Linked DNA regions of Mus musculus: all the other regions are linked to region 6. A link is a contact called in public HiChIP or PLAC-seq and promoter capture Hi-C data. All regions are on one chromosome and are shown on one strand. Each heading gives the region's core, a stretch centred on a gene start, on an enhancer-like site or on the middle of the called end of the contact. The rest is flanking DNA. Distances are from core to core; before and after follow the strand shown.

The links. Promoter capture Hi-C pulls out the DNA fragments that hold promoters and counts their contacts. HiChIP or PLAC-seq counts read pairs in DNA pulled down with a chosen protein or histone mark.
Region 1: a contact with region 6 is called in a promoter capture Hi-C map of liver, with 7 times the contacts expected there. The contact joins the promoter of Ccnd1 here to the promoter of Slc22a18 in region 6. A contact is called at or near these places in 2 of 39 promoter capture datasets (liver and pre-B cells).
Region 2: a promoter capture Hi-C map of liver shows a contact between it and region 6, with 2.9 times the contacts expected there. The contact joins the promoter of Lsp1 here to the promoter of Slc22a18 in region 6. A contact is called at or near these places in 3 of 39 promoter capture datasets (hippocampal neurons and liver) and 1 of 115 datasets of contacts at active chromatin or transcription factors (pancreatic cancer cells).
Region 3: a promoter capture Hi-C map of liver shows a contact between it and region 6, with 5 times the contacts expected there. The contact joins the promoter of Fadd here to the promoter of Slc22a18 in region 6. A contact is called at or near these places in 4 of 39 promoter capture datasets (hippocampal neurons, liver, pre-B cells and 1 more).
Region 4: a contact with region 6 is called in a promoter capture Hi-C map of liver, with 2.9 times the contacts expected there. The contact joins the promoter of Ifitm10 here to the promoter of Slc22a18 in region 6. A contact is called at or near these places in 5 of 39 promoter capture datasets (embryonic stem cells, hippocampal neurons, liver and 1 more) and 3 of 115 datasets of contacts at active chromatin or transcription factors (embryonic stem cells, microglia and pancreatic cancer cells).
Region 5: an H3K27ac HiChIP or PLAC-seq map of microglia shows a contact between it and region 6, with 5 times the contacts expected there. The contact joins the enhancer-like site here to the promoter of Slc22a18 in region 6. A contact is called at or near these places in 2 of 39 promoter capture datasets (both in liver) and 2 of 115 datasets of contacts at active chromatin or transcription factors (embryonic stem cells and microglia).

What each region holds. Positions count from the first base shown.
Region 1 is chr7:144,938,176-144,941,320 of GRCm38.p6, forward strand. Ccnd1 (cyclin D1) reads right to left here and starts at 1,656. Exons shown (of 5, transcript NM_007631.3): 1 at 1,321-1,656. The coding sequence starts at 1,518.
Region 2 is chr7:142,459,309-142,462,166 of GRCm38.p6, forward strand. It overlaps Lsp1 (lymphocyte specific 1), which reads left to right and starts at 1,504. Exons shown (of 11, transcript NM_001136071.2): 1 at 1,504-1,658. The coding sequence starts at 1,591.
Region 3 is chr7:144,580,789-144,583,830 of GRCm38.p6, forward strand. It overlaps Fadd (Fas (TNFRSF6)-associated via death domain), which reads right to left and starts at 1,653. Exons shown (of 2, transcript NM_010175.6): 1 at 1,316-1,653; 2 at 1-72. The coding sequence starts at 1,601.
Region 4 is chr7:142,372,351-142,375,383 of GRCm38.p6, forward strand. It overlaps Ifitm10 (interferon induced transmembrane protein 10), which reads right to left and starts at 1,396. Exons shown (of 3, transcript NM_001347541.1): 1 at 1,226-1,396. The coding sequence starts at 1,228.
Region 5 is chr7:142,391,854-142,395,073 of GRCm38.p6, forward strand. No RefSeq gene overlaps it. Among named protein-coding and RNA genes, the nearest start is that of Ctsd, 5.6 kb to the left of the region's middle. Within about 2 kb of position 1,523, at least 121 of the 459 cell types and tissues checked have an H3K27ac peak or open chromatin away from gene starts, as enhancers often do. A contact at or near this core is called in embryonic stem cells, liver and microglia, where this site is marked.
Region 6 is chr7:143,472,283-143,475,463 of GRCm38.p6, forward strand. Slc22a18 (solute carrier family 22 (organic cation transporter), member 18) reads left to right here and starts at 1,507. Exons shown (of 11, transcript NM_008767.3): 1 at 1,507-1,555.

The DNA.
Region 1 (3,145 bases), core at 406-2,905, 1.5 Mb after region 6:
AGATTGCACAGAGAGGGATTCCGGTGGCCAACTCCCTGGGATGCGCTCCTGCTCCGAGGGTTCCCAGTGCCCACCCACCCTGAAACTGAAAGGGAAAGTCTTTGGGCAGCTGGCGGGGCCGGTCGAAGCAATGGTGGCCACGGAGACCCCGGTCCCCTGTTGAAATTAGGAAGCCACAAGCCAGAGAACCCCACCGCGGGGCTGGCGGGGCGCCGGGGGCTGGGCGCCGCTCGAGCGCACGCGAGACACAATGGTGGCGTCCCAGGCCGCCGCGCTGCATTTCCCAGACGTCATCTTTTCAAAAAATATTTAAAAATATTTAAAAAATAACTAGGTGCCTAAAAACGACCTGAAAATAACCATCGGACGACCCTTGATCCAAGCCGAGGGTCAGGAGCTCAGTGGACATCGGGGGGTGAGCTCCAGCAACTCAAACTCCGGGGGCCCCCCTTTTGCAGGGTGCGGGCGCTGTTTGCCTCTACAAGGGCATTATGCCTCACTTTAAAAATTATTTTAAAATATTTTGGGACCCCTGAGTCTCCTGCTGAACATCTGAAAATGTGCTTTTGTCCCCCTCCGCCCCCAGTTTGACCTAGACAGGTTCCTCCAAATCCAGAACCGCACGCACAACAGTCAGTCTCATTGACTAGGGGGCCACGCGACCTTGCAGCCTGGCGTTTTCTCTGGGCCAGGCAGCGTGTGCGGGGTACCCAGGTCCGCTGTTTGAACAAAGAATCCCCCACCCCAAATATTCCTCACACTGTCTTATTTAGTGATTCCCGGCCGCCACGAGGCCCCTCGTGCCTGTCCCAGCGCCCCTACTGCCGCTCCCTGCCCTGCCCCCAATTATTAATAAACACTTTTTGCTTTGCAATAAAGGAGCAAAGATGGCGCATAATATTGGCACGAGCGGCCCTTGCATACGTGTCCATGGATATTAATTTAAAAATCAAATTTATGCCCCCTCCCCCCTTGAGCTGGCGAAACGCGCAGGGGCGGCCCCCGCCGAGGCGCTGCAGGAATGGGGCACAAGCGGGGGCCACAGAAGCTCAGCCTGCACCCTCTGTGGTGTCGCTGACACCGTCCTCCCTCGAAGGCACCCCTCCCCGACTGCCCTCCACCAGGAAAAGGAATTCCCATCTTCCCAACTCCCAAACCTTCCTCGTTCAAAAGGACCCAATCTATTTATTTTGTGAATACCGAGTCCTAGCAACGCACCCGGAAAACTCCGTGACGGAAGGGAAGAGAAGGGAGGAAGATGTTGGTGATAGCAACAAGTTGCCAGGGGGTCCCAAGCTAGCAGCCTGTAAAGTCTCTTACCTCCAGCATCCAGGTGGCCACGATTTTCCGCATGGATGGCACAATCTCCTTCTGCACGCACTTGAAGTAAGATACGGAGGGCGCACAGGTCTCCTCCGTCTTGAGCATGGCTCGCAGCACCCGGTCGTTGAGGAGATTGGTGTCAGGGTACGCGCGGCGGATGGTCTCCACTTCGCAGCACAGGAGCTGGTGTTCCATGGCGCGGCCGTCTGGGGAGGGCTGTGGTCTCGGTTGGGCTCCGGTGGCGGCTGCTGACGCGCGCTGCCTCGCGCTGTACTGCCGGTCTCCGGAGCGCGCGGAGTCTGTAGCTCTCTGCTACTGCGCCGACAGCCCTCTGGAGGCTGCAGGACTTTGCAACTTCAACAAAACTCCCCTGTAGTCCGTGTGACGTTACTGTTGTTAAGCAGAGATCAAAGCCGGGCAGAGAAAAGGGGGAGGGGGAGGGCCGAGGCGGGTGCAGGGGGAGGGGGCTCGGGAGCAGTGAGGGGGGGGGGCGGCGGGGGGGGGGCAAGCCCAAACCCTTCCCCCTCAGCCTTCGTAGATATGCAAATCGCTCGGACTGCTTCTCTCCAAACTGGGAAAGAGCGGGGCAAGGGGGAGGGGGGCTTCTTTCCCTAAGAGGGTCCTCCGAGACCTGTGGAGGTGGGGTAGTGGCGGCTCTGGACAGGAGGACAGCTAGGAGGGAGGCCAGGCCACACGCAAGCCAAGGAAGAATGTATGGAAGGGGAGCCTGGGGGTGCAAGGACACCCTGTTCTTAAACCGGGAGAATGGGTGCGTTTCCGAGTACGCCACGAGGCACCCACAGGCGGACCCATTGCTTAGAAATCCCAGCGTCCCTGTCTTCTTTCAATTTCATCAACACGTGTAAAATTCAGGAACTGTGTAACACCCGAAGATGCCAGACGAGCCCTAAGCTCTCGTGCAGGCTCCATCCTGGCGCACTGGGGTGGTTGCAAAGGGCCAGAGGGGTATCTGAACTTTAAAGGATCCCCAGCCTAGCATGCGCTCGCTCAAAAATAAAATAAAACCCCGAAAATTCCAGCAACAGCTCAAGATGGTGGCCATTATTTCATCTATTCCTCCTCGCTGGGGGGGTGGGGTGGGATCTGAGATTTGTCTTCATACAGTGACCGGTTTATCCTGGCCAGGGTCCCCCAGTATCCCCCTCCTCCACTGCAGGCGGTTTGCCCAAGAAAAATAAACCGTTGAAGAAAAGGTTGAGACACGATAGGCTCCTTCCTAATTTATTTTTTAATTAAGAAAAGTAAATCGCTGCAAGTTATTAGTCGCCCTTCCAGGAACCAGACCACCGGAAGCTTCTTGATTGGCTTCGTTGAGGGTGGTGGTGTTTCTCCACCTTTAGAATTGCAGTCTTGAGTTGGGGGAGGGGGGGGGCGGCTGGTGAGAATCAAGATAAACTTGTGAGCCGATAAGGTGATATTTAAAGAGAATCTATAGATGGTCGTGGTTAACTGAATGGACTCCTAAGTTTATAATTTATAGATTCAAATAAAATATTTTTAGAATAAAGCGGTTCCACCACCTTCGTCCATTATTTAGTTCCCTAGTTTTGGAAACGTTTTCACAATACCCGACTTCAAGCTAGGCGAACTATTCACACACATTTCCCACGGAATACTTTCGTGTCCCAGAAGAAACTGGTAAAGGAGCGCACAGCGTCCAGGCGGCACACAAGACGCAAACCCCTCACCTTCCGAGCTCATGCCTTCCGCTCCCCCTCCCCCGACATTGGGGTCCCTAAAGTCCGGACCCTTCGGGACAGTGATTCCACTGTAGCTCCGAAGGTGGTGGGTGGCCCGGGCA
Region 2 (2,858 bases), core at 254-2,753, 1.0 Mb before region 6:
TTAGCTGCTGGATTTGAGGTCCTGAAAACTATGAAACCAATCCAGTCTGTAGGTAGCCAATGGTCTCCACCTCTCCATCCCCCAGCCCTAAGGACAAACAGGCCACAGAAAGTTCATAGATTAGTGGCTGGAATGCACCGATAAGGTGCCTGGATGGCGAGGCCCTGTGACAGACATAGGAACCAGTGAAAACCTCTTAAGAGGTGTCAGGACAGAAGTGGCATAACTCTGTCACCTGCCAAATGCATTCCCAGCCACTTATCAACAGAGCACTTAGGAGGGTCCCAAGGAAGCAAAGTGCAAAAGGAGAGAGAGAGGAGGCTGAAGAAAAAGCAGGCAGGTGTCCTGCCCAGTCTGCTGAACAATACTCACTCTTCCTGTTGCCCCCTCCTCAGGACTGGGATAGAGTAAGCAAGGCTTTGCCTCCACTGGACCATGTGGATAAGAAAGGGCTCCCTGCAGTCAGGCAGGCTTGCAAACACAGGTCTACCTCTAGATGATACTCTACAGCTTCTACTAAGTTTCCCAACACCCTAAGGCTCTCTTGCCTTTCTGCACTTCTCCTGTAAGACCTCATAGTGAGATTTCCGAGGTCACTCATTGCCCAGTGCTGGGAAATAGGGCACTGGCTCCTTTCTTTCTATCTCTTGGGTCAGCAAGCTTCAAAGAGAGAGTCTCTACCATGTTGTGGCTGCCTCAACTTGGCCCAGTGACACTTTAGCCCAAGTCCCGGGACTTTGGGATCTGGCTATCACATTCCCCATCATTCCTTTATAGTCCCTTTGGTTCCCTCCCAAAAGCCTCAGTCCTTCCTCTGGTGCTGCCTCTCAGGAGAACCCATGACCCACCCCAGCATAGCTGGGAACATCAACCGACTCTTCGACTGGTTCCAAATGCCCAGAGCACAGAGGCAGGATTAGAGAGAGCTGATGGAGCAGGGAGACAAGAGCGTCCAGCAGCTAGGAATGGAGACAGATAGAGACAAGCTCTAGAACCACAGACTAGGGGAGCACCACATGTGGGACCCTGGACATGGCTGGGGAGCAAAGGCTAACTAAGAGTGTCCAAGGCCATGACCTTGAAGCATCAAGAACTAGTTCCACCATGTTCATTGAGCACACTTGGAAGCACAGAAGATTTCCATGCAAAGCAATTGAAAGCAGTCCACGGACACTAAAGGGACCATGAATTCTGGACATTGTGGGAGACATAGCTACTCTCAGGTCTATGGACCAGAGTTGCAAGGAGTAGCCTTACTCACCTCTACCCTCAGCCCTTTTCTGTCATTCCAGGAGGCTATAGCTTGCTTGCTCAACACTTCCTGATGAGTGGTTTGGGTTTAGTTGGTTTTTGGTTTTTTGTTTTTTTGTTTTGTTTTGTTTTGTTTTAACTCTTCTTCTGTTGCAGCAACATAGGAAAAAAAAAAAAAAAACCCAAGCCCCATAGGTTTCAAACCTCAACCTGCTACAGGAAGGAGGAAGTGAAACCTGGGGCGGGAAGGGTGGGGGGCTGAGGCTCTAGGCCACCGCCCATCTACAGAGAAACACCAGGAGCCATAACAAGTGCACCCACACCGAAGACACCAGGCCCATGGCGGAGGCTGCCATCGATCCCAGATGCGAGGAACAGGAAGAGCTCCATGCAGAAGACAGCGAAGGGTGAGTTCCACTATGGGCAGTTTGCTTTGTGCCAAGTGCTGAGTAGGCAGAATCTCAGATAGGACTTAGATAGCCTTCAGAAACCCTCTCTTACCAGAGAGGTGTGTATCTCCTCTATCTCCCTCTGCAGCTTGGCCTAACTGGGAAAGGCTATCTTCCTGGCTAGGGTTCATAGCCAGAATAGAGAAGATGGATGCTTGGTGTGGAAGGGACTGGGAGTGGCTGGATATGGCCTGAACAGCAGGAGAGAGCAGTAGCTGTGTTGGGAGAAACTAGGCCTAGGAATCCTGACCTCATGCACCTATAGGCTTGTCTGAGGGGTCTGGCCTGCCTTAAGATACTGAGAGGTGACCAGGCCTCAGGGGTTCCCAAAGCTGCTATGTGAGGATAGAGAAGGTCAATGGTGTCTTATGGACCAGGCACTGTTGTTAAGTACAGTGGGTATGGGAATGAACATTGGCAAAGGTAAAGGGGGCCACTGCCCTGCAACAGACAGGGCTGGGCAGAGGCCTTTAGGCTGTCAGCTGCTTAAGGGCATCTGCAATTTAAAGGGATGTGAAGGGTGTTCCCTGTCTTTCCTGTGTTGGGTCATAAGGTGGGGGTGGGGGTAATGAGAAGGGAAGCTGTTAGTGGGTAGACATGGAGACCAAGCCAGGCCATTGGTGCCTGCCCTGCCCTGTCCCAGGAACAGGTCTCAGAAGAGGGTGTCAGGTCTTGGGGACAGGTCAGAGGCTAGCAGCCTCATGGGAGCAGGATGTGGGGGCTGCGGTCCAGGTGTGTAAGAGGAAGGGGAAGAAAGAGGTAAAACATAAAATTGCTACCGGAGCTGCCAGGCTGCCAGGGAGAGTGTGACTCTTAGGGTTCAGCCACAGGCTCAAGGAGATAAGGCCCACCTTAGCAGGGGTTGCAGGGTCTCTGCAGTTCGCAAGCCGGACGCCAGATCTTGGGCAGGAACAGCAATTCCTCAATCCTTATCAATGATAATGGGAAGAAACCTCACTTTGAGGGGTGCATGTTGGGGGGTCTCCACACTATTGCTTTGCATTTGGACCCTGGTTAGAAAGTTGTCCAAGGAACCCTCAGGCTAGGAAAGGAGTCTGAGGCTAAGCAGAGACTGGCCTGGTCTGGGTCAGCACCCTTGTGCCAGCCTTGGGATTCCAGGGCCATGTTGTTCCCAGAAAGGCTCTATGAAGTCTGTCT
Region 3 (3,042 bases), core at 403-2,902, 1.1 Mb after region 6:
TCAGCTCGCGGGCCAGTCTTTTCCAGTCTCTCCCCACATTGTCACACACAATGTCAAATGCCACCTGCAGATCTAGGAGGGAAAAGAGCAGTGTGACTTGACTGAGGAGCTGGGGCAAGTCTCCCTACCGGCCACCAAGCATGGGCCTGAGCACTTCGAAGACAACATCACTTCAAAGCCACTCAGGTCCTGTGCTGACACTAAGTAGCACAGGAGCTACTTCAAGATACCCAAAGTGGCCTGATCTGCCCAGCCACATTCTCAGCCTGGGCCACAGCGAGCTATGGCTTAGAAGACTGTCAACTGAGGACTGGAGTGTCAGAGGGAAAAAGCAGGGCTGCCCTAACACCCCGCTCAATAGTGGGTTGGCCAAAGTCCCCAAAGCTACATCTTACACTGTGACCTTTGCTGGTTTGACCAGACACCACAAAAGATCTGTCTCTGTGCTACTCTGGAGCCCCTGCTTAGACACAGGCAAGGTGTAATCTCTGTAGGGAGCCCTGGGCAGTGGCTGAAGACCCTTTACTGGATTCCTGTAACAATAACAAACATTGGAATGCCTTGGAGATGTGAATACACAATCCATTTTCGTGTGGATCTTGCACACACCGGCAGTGGGAAGCTTTACTCCACAGGCCCTCCAGCTGCTTTGATGTTCTGTGTCACTGTAGACAAAGAGCAACGGTGACAACCAACCAGGAACTAAATAAACCTTTGCCCCTTTAAATGGCTTCTCGAGTATTTGTCACAAGTGATCAAGTGTCTAATATATGCTTAATCTGTATCTACATCCCAAGGCCAGCCTGGTGTTGCTCAGCTGTGGCTGCTATCCACTGTGCGTTATGGGGAGGCATAGCGCCTCCTCTCTACGCAAAACAGAAGTAACTGCCGATAACCAGACACTGCACTCTGGACCAGAGAGCACAGCCGCCGCGCAATCTTTCCTTGGCCAGGAAGGGCAGTCTTGGACACAGGCACTCCCACTACGGAAATGGTGCCGAGCAGCCGGCACACGTGACCTCTGCCCACTCTTCAACGCTACCCTCACTGGGGTTAAGATGCCTTAGTCACATTCACTTCTTAGCTGAGTTTTCCAACGAAGCACTGCAGGTCTGAGGCGAGTTAATACTGGGGTTGGGCAAGTGGCACGAACCCTTGGGTTCAACCTTGGCACTGCCAGTAAGAAACAAGACCTCCCAGCTTCCGGCTCAAGCGGTTGAAAAAAGTGGGCGTGCCCTAGAGTCCATCCCAGTCGGAGCCAGTGGAGGGTGCACTGAGGCCAGGCCTCCCCGCCCATTCCCCGCCCCCTGCCCACCTGCCTCCCCCGGGGGCGCAGCGGTCGCCGTCCCCGCCTCGAAGTCGTCCAGGCGCTGCAGTAGATCGTGTCGGCGCAGCGAGGCCAGCAACTCGCGCAGCAGCCCGGTGTGCCCGCGCTCCAGGTCGTTCTGCTCCAGCAGCACCGTGAACAGGTCCAGGCCACTCTGCACGCGCTCCAGCTTTCGTTTGCTCACGCGCTCGCGGCACAAGAACTTGAGCTCCATCAGATCGTTGCCCGACAGGCTGCCGGACAGCGAGTGCAGCAGCACCAGGAATGGGTCCATGGCAGTGGTACGCCGGGCTGCCCCTCAGCGATCCCACATAGGAAATCACCTTAGGCTTTCCCGCCCAGCGTCTCGCGGGATGTCCAAATCAGACGCATGCGCTTCGGATGTGGCTGTAACCGCTTCCGCCCGGGCTGGCATCCGCTGTTGTAGTAGCTTTGACAGCTGAGCTGCGTTGACTTCAGCTTACGCGCGCGTTTCTCACCCCGAGGCAGAACAGATCTTGTTCACCAGAAGTGTAACGTGGATCCTCTTGGGGCTCTGAGGAGCTGCGCAGCCCTACTGTGTGGGGGGGGGCTGGAAGAGCAGCTGCAGATGCCTACGGCTGCCAGATCATGTTCTATCACCGGAAAGAAGGAAAGAGAGAGAGAGAGAGAGAGAGAGAGAGAGAGAGAGAGAGAGAGAGAGAGAGAGATGGATGGAGTTACTTATGGGCTGGAGAGACAGTTCAGGGGTTAAGAGCACTGGCAATTCTTACAGAGGACCTTCACGAATTCAATTCCCAGCACTCACATGATGGCTTACAACCATCTGTAATTCCAGTTCCAGGGGCTTTGACATCCTCTTCTGGCAAGCACACTTGTGGTATGCTGACAAAATACTCGTACATATAAAAACCATTAAATATTCCTTGGTATATGTATGAGCATTTGTAGGTGGTTTAGTGCTCCTACAGGTCTTCAAGTGCCCACGGAGGACAGGAAAGGGCATGGATACCCCTAGGACTAGAGTTCCGTTTGGATGTGAACTCTTGTGTGGATCCAGGTTCTCCGTGAGAGCAACACAGTGCTCTTAACCGCCAATCCATTCCCCCAGGCCAATAATATGTATATTAAAATGAGTAGAAGAGAGGATTTGGAATATTGTCATCAGAAAAAGTTGATGTGTGCCGGAGGTTGTAGAGACACTAACTGCCCTGCTTTGAGCTTTCGTTAACAATACACTGATTCCACAGCCACACCCAAGTACTGCTCATGAGTTAAAAAGTGCCTGTTGCCCAAGCTTGAGGACCCATGCTCAGATCCTGGTGTCCACATAAAAAGACGAACAAGGAGGTGCCCATCTGAAACCCCAACTTTGGCAGAGACAGATGGATTCCTGGTGCTCAGTGGCCAGGCACTCTAGCTGAATGGCTGAGCTCCAGGTTAGTGGGGCGCAGTTATGCACAGCATACCCAGCAGGGTTGACTTATATTTTTTTAGATTGACTTATAATTCACCCATTTAAAGTTCAGTGCTTTGGTTGATTTTTGAGACAGGGTCTCACGCTGTAGCCCAGACAGACAGCTGAGGCTGTATAGAATGACAAATGGGGCTGGAAAGGTGGCTCGAGGTTAAGAGCGTTTGTTACTCTTCCAGAGGATCTGGGTCTGGTTGCAAACAACTATGCAGGACTGCTTACAACTGTCTGTAACTACAGACAGGGGAATCAGGGGCCCTCT
Region 4 (3,033 bases), core at 146-2,645, 1.1 Mb before region 6:
GCCAGAGCCTGACTCACGGCGGCGTCGCAGACACCTCCGCCTCCTCCCTAGGGAGGGAGGGGGCCCGCTAGCCCGGAAGCCAGGACCCCGGGGAGTCGCAAGGCTGGCACCCCTCTATCCCATGAGCTGCATGGCTCTCATATCCACCGACCACCAAGCCGCTGCTACCCCAGTCCACCTGTGCTCAAATTCTCTCGCGGGTCCTCAAGTCCCGGCAAGTCTGTCTGCTGAGCATTCCACTTTATTCCCACGGCTGACCCCCCTTCTCCCTACATTTCTTCCACCTGAACCTTGTTAGCTCCAAGACCTGTGCCTTCAGAACCCCCTTACCTAGCATCTCTTCTCCCTGCCCTGTTGAGTCCCACCTGCCATCCTCAGTCCCGTGGCGGTCCTAGCCTTTTCTCATGAGGCCCTGTCCTGGTATCAGCTTTTTAAGCCCTCACCCACCTCTTCCTTGATCTTGCCCAGCTGGGCTCCAACCTCGCTACTTGCTAAGCCCTGTCTGAGCTGCTCAAGTCTCCATCTCTAATCAGGCTTATTTTGGGAGTCTCTGGTCCCTTGAAGTCTACACACTGCAGATCATAGTTCCCACCTGACTGGGATGCAACACATCAAACCCCAGAGGGACACTCATCTCTGTTCAATCCTGTCTCCCAAGTCCCCAAGGTCAATGTTCAGGGTTGTTTTTTTTTTTTTTTTTCTCCCGAGTCCAAGTCCAGGCCCTTCACCAACAATCTTCAGAACCCTGCCCTGGGCCTCCTTTTTGAAGTCCCTGTCACCCAAGTCTGACATATGTTCTAATATGTTCATCATAACAGGGACTTGAAGGATCTGACCTGTAACAGGCTTGCCTGTCCCTGCTTCACAAGTTTTGCTCTGCCCTCAGGGACAGATGTGCTACTCAGAAGCCTGGGTCCTCTCAGACACCCCTACATTGATTTCCTTAAAGCTCGGTCTGTGTACCCCGCTCATGACCTTTCTGACCCCCATCCTGGGCCCTGACAGTGCTCGGTCCTTACACATGACTTGCTCTAAGCAATACTGTCCTCTAAGACTCAAGGCCAAGCAGTTTCTTCTCTCCCCGCCTCATCTCCTTCCCATCCTCAGTCTCTCTTGGACATTTGTCCTCAACTGATCCCCACCTCCAGAGAAGCCCCAATGGGCTTCCTTCACCATGGAGAGCCCCCAACTGCCCTCCCTCCCTCCCTCAGAACCCCTACCTCACCATGTGGGGGTGGAGTTCTCAGTAGGTCCTCTTCACCCTACCCTGAAGTTCCCCCAACTGTGTGTAAAAGCCTCGTTTTCTGCCTCCCTGGATCCCATTCTCCCTAGCTCTTCTCTGGGACCCTTTCCAGAGAGTTCCAGGGCTGCCTGGCCCCTAGACTTTCTGGTCTCCTGGAACCTTGGCTCTCTGAACCCTGAGTCTTTCTTCAAAGCCCTGTCTCCTGATTAAGCCCCGCCCCATGCCAAGTTCCTCCCTTTCCAGCCCAAACCCCACCTCTGACCCCCAGCACAGCTCATTTCTGCGTGTCAGGAATTTTCAGTGTGAAGTGGATCTTAAGTGTAGAGGAAAAAAAAAAAAAAAGAAAGAGACTCTCCTTGAGTGGGTGGAATTAATTTCCACACTGGCAAGGACCCCTCCCACCGTTTCTTGGCTTTCTTCTGGGCACTCCCTCATGGAGCCTAGCCTTGTTGGTCCAATAAGCCTGGGGGCAAGTGGGCTGTGCCAGGAAGTCAGTTTTCCTTCATCCAACCCCACCACTGCTTTGGATCCCAAGGGCCTGACAACCAAACATGCTGACACTCCCTCCCCAGCCTGTGTGCGGCTGTGTACCACCCAACTAATTACATCCATTCGCACTCCTGACAGTCTGCTTACCACACAACCTAAGTCAGGTGCTGTCCTTGGCATGTCTGGCCTGGGAGTCTCAGACTTCAGGAAGCAGAAGGGTTGGCCCTTTGGCCCTCGGGGCAGGGTCCACTCAAGGTCATTGGCAAGGTGAAGGGTGAGTTGGAATCCTCTTCCCAAGAGTCAGCTTTATGGCTCTGGAGTCAGCGTCCCAACCTTACACTTTAAGCTGGTCAGGGCAAGACTTGGGTATGGTCCAGCCTCACTAATACCCTGGTCAGGGGTTTGAGGGGAGAAACACCCACCATGAGAAAACTAGAGTAAAGCTAGCTTCCCTATCCCTGCCTGCAGCAAGGGTCTTTCTTCTTCCCAGGGCATGAAGGCTGATGTGAAGGTCACTCAGCTAAGAGACTGATGTGAACCCTGAGCTAGAGTCCGGGGTGCTCCCCGGGGCATCCCTGGGTGGTGATGGTGGCATCAGCGGCATCTGCAGAAGCAGCGGCCCCAGTATGCAGGCCTGGCAGCACAGCTCAGCCTCAGGCCTGCAGGGCAGGGAGGAGATCTGTCTCCAGCTTTGGTGCACAAGCCTTTGATAACACTAGTCTCCAGAAGCCCTGCCAGGCCCTGCGGGACTCCCTGCTCAGATTTCAGACAGAGAACACTGGGTACATGTTTACTGGCCTTCTGACAACCCTTGGTGAACATTCTCCAGAAGTAACCTAACAGGGCTCAGGTATGGGACATATTCCCCTGCCCCAAACCCTCCTACCAAAACAATGACAGCCACTGACCAGCAGGCAAAGGGTGCCAGGACAACCCCAGAAAGTGACAGAGGTCACACTTCCCTATATCCTGTACCTGTTAGTGTGGGGAAGGGGCTCTAAGATTCCAGAGCTGATTCCAAAAGGAAGCTCTACCCTACCAGTAAGCACTCGATAACTCCTACTCTATTTAAAAGCCTGCTGGTTGCCTCCACTGTTGTATTTGAAACCTGTGTTCACCCACTTCTCCCGCCCCCTGAAACCGAACCTTCTCACAGATGCTTGTAGAACAACTGTAGTCCGTGGCAGAGAGTTCTGACCTCTCATCTCCAAGACCCCAGGCAGCCGGGCAGGCTCCAACACTGGCTAGACTCAAAAAGCTGAAGACTGCTTCTTGAGCCTGGCAGAGGCCCAGGCAGGGAG
Region 5 (3,220 bases), core at 273-2,772, 1.1 Mb before region 6:
CCCAAATCCAAAAGGGTGACGACATTGGCTTAGGGTAGGGCAGGGAGGCAGTGGGCAGTCCCACTCATTGTGGTGAGGGTGCAGAAATGGTGTAGCCACTTTGGAAAACAGCGTGGAGTTCTCTTTCAAAACTAAATGTTCTCTTGTCATACAATTCAGCAATTGTTCTCCTGGGTATTCACTCAGGGAAGTAAAAGTCTGAAGTGAGGCATGGAGGCTTGTGACTGAGGAGGCAGAGGCAGGAAGGGGAGTTAGAGACCAGTCTGGGCTGCTTGCCTCTGTCTCAAGAAACAGAACAGAAAAGAAACTTAGGTTTGTGCAAAACCTTCCCCACGAAGCCTGAGGGGGCTTCCTTCACAATCGCGTTAACCTAAAGGAACATAGATGCCTTTCAGACAGTGGCTGGATAGAAGTGTAGTATATGTGTCCACAAAGTAGGGTAGGATTCAGGGTGACAAAGAAACAATCTGTGGACTCATGACTCAATGATCCAGAGATGCACATTGCTAACTGAAAAGGCTACAGAATTGAGGTAATGAATGTAGTGAGTCAGGAGGATTGGGAAGGGGAGGCAAATGTGTATCCGAGGGCTTCTTTATGACAATGACAGTCTTTTGTCTAATACTAGTGATGGAGATGTGACATGAGATGGGGAGAAGGAGTAGCCCAGGCCTCAGAGGCAGGCTGCGGGATGCTTTTGGTCTTGTATACCTTGAACTCTTAGTTAAAGGTGATTAGTAGAGAAGGGCTCCCATGCTGTCTGGAGCCCTGTAGGTGGTCTCTAACCCTGAGCCAGTTCCCAGGACCATTCCCTCACTTCCCCAGCTCCATCAGGAGGCTGGGAAATGAAAAGGCCTCTGGAGGTTCCTGGGACATCAGGCCTGCTGGAGGTTGCCTCTGCTTTTGTCAGCTGGCCTAAGTTCTGCTCAGGAGCCCCTATTTCTCACTGCTATGATGCAGGGTCAGGCAGAGTTCAGCCTTGGCTGAGCTTTGGGTCAGCTCACAGCGTTTCTTCTGCATGCTACCTCTTCAAGGTCACACACACACACACACACACACACACACACACACACACACACTCTCACAGTCCCCAGCCCTAGACCCTCCTACTCCCTCTCTTTCTGACTGCAAGGCCTGGCTCCTTTGAGGCCTACATCCCACTCTCTAGAGAGGGCTAGGTATAAACTGGAAGCATCAGGATAGGAAGAGATGTGAGTGTCAGCCTTTAGGTCTTTCCACCCTTGCTTGTTGGCTCTGAGACCTCTGTCCCATTAGCTGTCACTAACAAAAGGAGGAAGCCCAGTTCAGAACCCCTTGACCCCCACAGATCTCTGAGATGACCCTAAGCTCTCTGAGTGCCCGGGGGGGGGGACACTTTGTAGGGGAGGGAATAGAAGGAGGAAATGGAACCAGAAGGTTGCTTGTGGTCCTAATGCTAAGTGGAAATTGGTTTCACCCCAACCTCCAACATTGTGATGAGGTGCTGAGTCACTCCATTCGTCCTCTTCCTTGCCCCTCCCCCTCCTGGCTGAGTCACTGATCCGAGACCTAAAGGCCCAGCTACCCTAAGGCCCGAGGTGGAAGGGGGTGTGGTTTCCTGGCACTCAACAAGTTTTTCAGGGGATATCAAGGGCTACCTGAAACAACAAGCTACCTGGTCAGCTAAAAGGAGGGACCTTAGCTGGTGGGGAGGAGGGCAAGGTTGGGGCAGCTGGCATAGTTAAGGCAGGGTACCCCTTAATACAAAGAAAAGTAACTGAGGCTCTGCCTTCAGCTCTCATGATGCTCTCTGTTCAAGACTTCCAAGGAACCTGAAAGTCTTAGTGATTGTCCTAAATATGAGGCCACCTTGATTTTCAGGAACAACAGAGCCCTGCAGACAGGTCACCTCACAGCAAGAGCAATCACCTTCAAATCACCTTATAGAGCCAGAAGTGAGATACTGGCCAACAAGACCACAGCTAGACCAGAACCAGTCACCTCAGCCACCTCCCACCCTACCCAGTTTCTCCTGTTTAAACCCAAAGCTCTCAGCAGTGCCTGAAAGGAGGATTTCCTATCTTCCCAGCCCGGTTGGGGATTTAGAGCCCTTCTTCCTGTTTTACCATTGCTTCCTTTTGCTGCTTTCTTTGGGGTGGGTGGCCAGAGGTGACATGTTGGCAATCCAGAATTGGACCTCTGGCCTAGGACTCTTTACTGATAGTGTGTAGAGGTGAGTGGAGGGGAATTGGTAAGGAGAAGTTAAGTAACCCAGTGGGCCATAAGCCCTCTGGGAAAAGTTGAGCCTAAGGGTCAAGCCCATCATGTGGCCTTCCTCCATTTTGGCTGGCTATCTATAGGTTGATGGATACCCTCAGGAGCCCACAGACATGTGGCTGGATAGGTGACTTGCTATCTTCCAAGTTGACCACCTTTGAGAATGAGGTTAGGAGAAACCAAGAGAAAAAAAAAAAAAAAAAGGAGTCTGTCCAAGACAGGAGACAGAGGTTGAGATGGACAGCAGACATGGAGGGGCAGAAGTTTTCAGGAGCCTGGCAGATAGGGGAAGTCTTGAGAGGAACCTAGAGATGGCAAGGCCAGCTATGGTGCATGAATGGTAACAGGAAGCTAGGCTGGGGTGTGGGGGACAGGAGGCAAATTTACTCTGCTCCTCTTACAGCCTGGACTAGCCTATCAACTGTGGGTAGATGGAATACTTTCTTGTGCTCAGTGTCTTCTTGTCAGCTCCGGTTGTGATGGCAAATTTCTTGTGTGCCTAGATGTTAGCAGACACACGTCTAGATTTTCCTGTCAAAGTATTTCCTAATGAGATTAACATCTTCCTTAGCAGTTTATGAGAAAAGCACATGTTGTGGGCAGGCCATGTCTAATCAGATCAAAACCTTAGAGAAAAATGCTTCCCCAGGAGGAAGGAGTCCTGCCCACTTCTTGGAGCTCCAACTGCTCCTCAACTGCAGCCAGTTGTTTAAATGTGCCTTCCTCCCTTTTCATATTCCCTGCCTTTGGCTTCTGGAGAACTATGATGAAGACAGGCAGGTTTGAAAGGGAGTCCTGGGAGGCACTTGGACAGTTGAAAGCTGGGCACACAGTTCCACGGTAGGGAGGGAAGTAGGAGGGGCCAGAAGAATGAGACAAAGGTAACAAGAGGCTGGGACACAGAGATGTCACCCTCCTTCCTGCCTGTGCTTGTGTCCTATGGCTGCTGTCATAGGGACTACAA
Region 6 (3,181 bases), core at 257-2,756:
AGACCTTTACAGGCACCAACATACATGGATATACACACACAAAGGGCATAGACCCATTGCTCAATGCATTTTGATTCCAGGACATCAGAGAAACCAGCCGGAACTAGCCTGAAAGCCTGCTGGCTGGCTTTCACAGTGCTGGATGGTGCTTAGCAGGCCACAGGGAGAGAAAAGCCATCCGTGGTCTTACCCAGCAGCCAACCCTGCATGCTACAACACCAACCCACCAAGCAAGATGTGCAGATTCAGTGCAAATGGTCTGGGGGTAACCAATCACTCTTGGTTTGGACCAAGTCCTGCTCTACAGCAGGAAATTCATCCCTGGTACTGTGAACTCAGTCAAAATATGGCGTGGGGGGGGGGGGCGGTCATAGGCTCTAGGGAATCTACTCCTGTTGTCTTGCTAAGTGAATGTCATCAAACTCCCTTCTAAATGTTCGTTTGTAGACAAAGGCTAGTGCTGTTCTTAGTCTTAGCCAGGGAAGCTTCTCTGCAGTGAGCAACAGTTGAGGAAGAAATTCATAACTCAGTGCTGAATGAGTGACTGTGGACAGCTCAGCCCTAAATGGGGCATCTGCATCAACCTGACCTCCAAGGTTCAGGGGACAGAAAGACTGTAAGAGCCAGAGGATGGGAAGGAATTCACTGTAGCCATAGCTACCTCAACAAGATCAAGGCAATAGCATCAGTCAACAGTCTAACAAGTGGCACTCACGGAACTCTAAAGTGAAAGAGAGAGGAGAAATAGAGAGAGACAGAGACAGAGAGAATGAAAGAAGAAAGGGGTATATTGGAGGTTATTAGAGGGGAAATGGGAAGAGAAAGTTAAGTGTGCATACAAACAAGATACATTGTATACATGTATGAAATTGGCAAAAATAAACAAATGATATCCACTAAATAGGTCACCTGCACACAGTAGGTACTCAATGGTTATGGATGAAGGAGGTTCCTGCTTCATAGACACATCATTAGGCCCAGGAAATCATATAGGCAGCATCTCTCTTCTTGGGGAAGCTCCGGGCTATCCTGAACACCAGCACACAGTAGTCACTTTCTCTGCACCTGTGGCCATGCTCACACCCCTCTATTTTTGCCCCTAACCCCGCAGGACCCCCTAAGTCTAAGCCCTATCAGGTGTTCTCAGTTGCCTGAGCTCACCCCTATGCCCTGCCACACTGTTCTTACTGCCTGACTTACCCTTCCTACACCTGATACATTGTGCTTCTCCTTAGGACCCCACTGGGAAGCTGCCTCCCAACCTGGCTCCAGATAAGAATCAGCCCTTCCTACAGCAGCCTGGGTTGGTCCCCTTGGCAGAACAGTGGCCTCATGTGAGTGATATTGATCCCTAGAGAAAGCTACTTCCTCTTCAGGAGGTGATCCCAGGTTCTAGGGTTCCCTGTTCCTCTCTAGCCAGAAGGGCAATTTTACCACACTCCCTCACAACCAGGAAGTGCCCCACCCCTCTGGAGCCTGTTCAGAACAAGCACAAAAGCTAGAATCATTCGGCCTGGCCTGCCGGTTCCCCCACAACTGCAAGCTCTGCTTGTGGGTAAGTAGCCTGCTCCCATTGCTGTTTATTATGAACGCTGGAGGACCTTTGGCCTTCCCCAAACTATCCTGAGGCAGTCTTACTCAACCCCCAAGCTCTGCCCCCAAAACCCTGACACCAATAAAGATGTCACCTGCACACTAGGTAAGAATTAACCCCATCAGGGAGCTGACCTGACAGGAACTATCCCTCACTTCTACCCCCATGGACTTCAGAAGGGCCTGGACTCTGGACCCCAGGAGTCCTGAGATTCCTGGCCTCAGAGTCCTCTCCTTTCCATAATCAGCCTCCCTCTCATCCCTCATGGAAGCCCTGGCTAACTGGGTCTCCTCCAACCCTCCGGGAGCTGGGATGGGTTCCTACAACCTCTTGGCAGAGGAACTGAGAACACTTAACATCCACACCTGCAACACATCTCCCATCCCAATTTTCAAGGTGGAATCTACCCCAAGCATACGGCACATACCTGGGGACAGACAGAGCCTTGGGCCTGATCCATTGGTTAGAATGCCAATAGCCATGCCTCTAACTGCCCAGTTTGAGACATGTTCTCACTGGGCATCCCTGGGCACCCTGTCCCAGTTCCTCCCTTTTCTGATCTGCTGAGCTGGGGTGTGCATGCAGCAAAGGAGATCTGATTTTCATGTTGTGGCCTGTGACTTGACCCTACTCGGCTGCAAGGTAGAGAGGTGGGGTGGGCGTGTAAAAGAGCGTCTGGTTTCCTAGCAGTGATCAATCTGTCTGAAGATGAATGAATATGGATAGTACTGGTCAGGGCCAGAGTGTTGACCCTCCAGAAATGTGAGAACAGGACAGACAGGGGGAGGGGCATTTCTATAGCTTCCAGAAGCCTTTTGGTCAGTGGAGAGAGATTTGGAGCACAAGAACTGCCCACACAAGTGTAGTATCACTGTGCCTCTCCTGGCTTCTGCTTTCCCTTCTTCTGGATCCCAGAGCCATACCCCCTCCTCTTCCTCCTCCTTCTTCTCCTAGTCTTCACTCTCCAACCCTAAATGAACACCCTGTGGTGCTTGAGTGGTCAGAATTCCAACTTCCTTGGAACCAGAGTCCAGGGCAGGGCTGAGGCTTAACACTGGGAACCTCGCAAGCCCCGTGGGGGGGGGGGGGGAGCCTCAGGAGGCGTGTCTTGATTGGCCAATGAATGCTCAGAGACTGTGTTGCGGGCTAGCCCAGATCCCAGGGTGGGTGGAGCGAGCTCCGGGGCGGGAGAACTAGCCCTGGTGAAGTGGGAGGACCCAAGCTATTGTGGGGTGGGACCTTTCCGGGTCACTAAGGAAGGGCCTCTATCAAGAAACACCTGGGAGGGCTCATCCACCCGAAATACACCCACTCTCTCCCGGAGAAAGCAGGAATACACCCACTCTCTCCCGGAGAAAGCAGGTACCCGAACCCAAGATGCCTACCTGGGTGCAGCTCGGGGCCCTTGATGGGATGTCGGGCGAAGGCAGTGGGGCCCTAACGGTGGAACCAGGGATAACTTTCTCTCTCTCTCTCTCTCTCTCTCTCTCTCTATATATATATATATATATATATATATATTAGATTTATTTATTGTATGTGAGTACACAGTAGCTGTCTTCAGACACTCCAGAAGAGAGAGTGTGT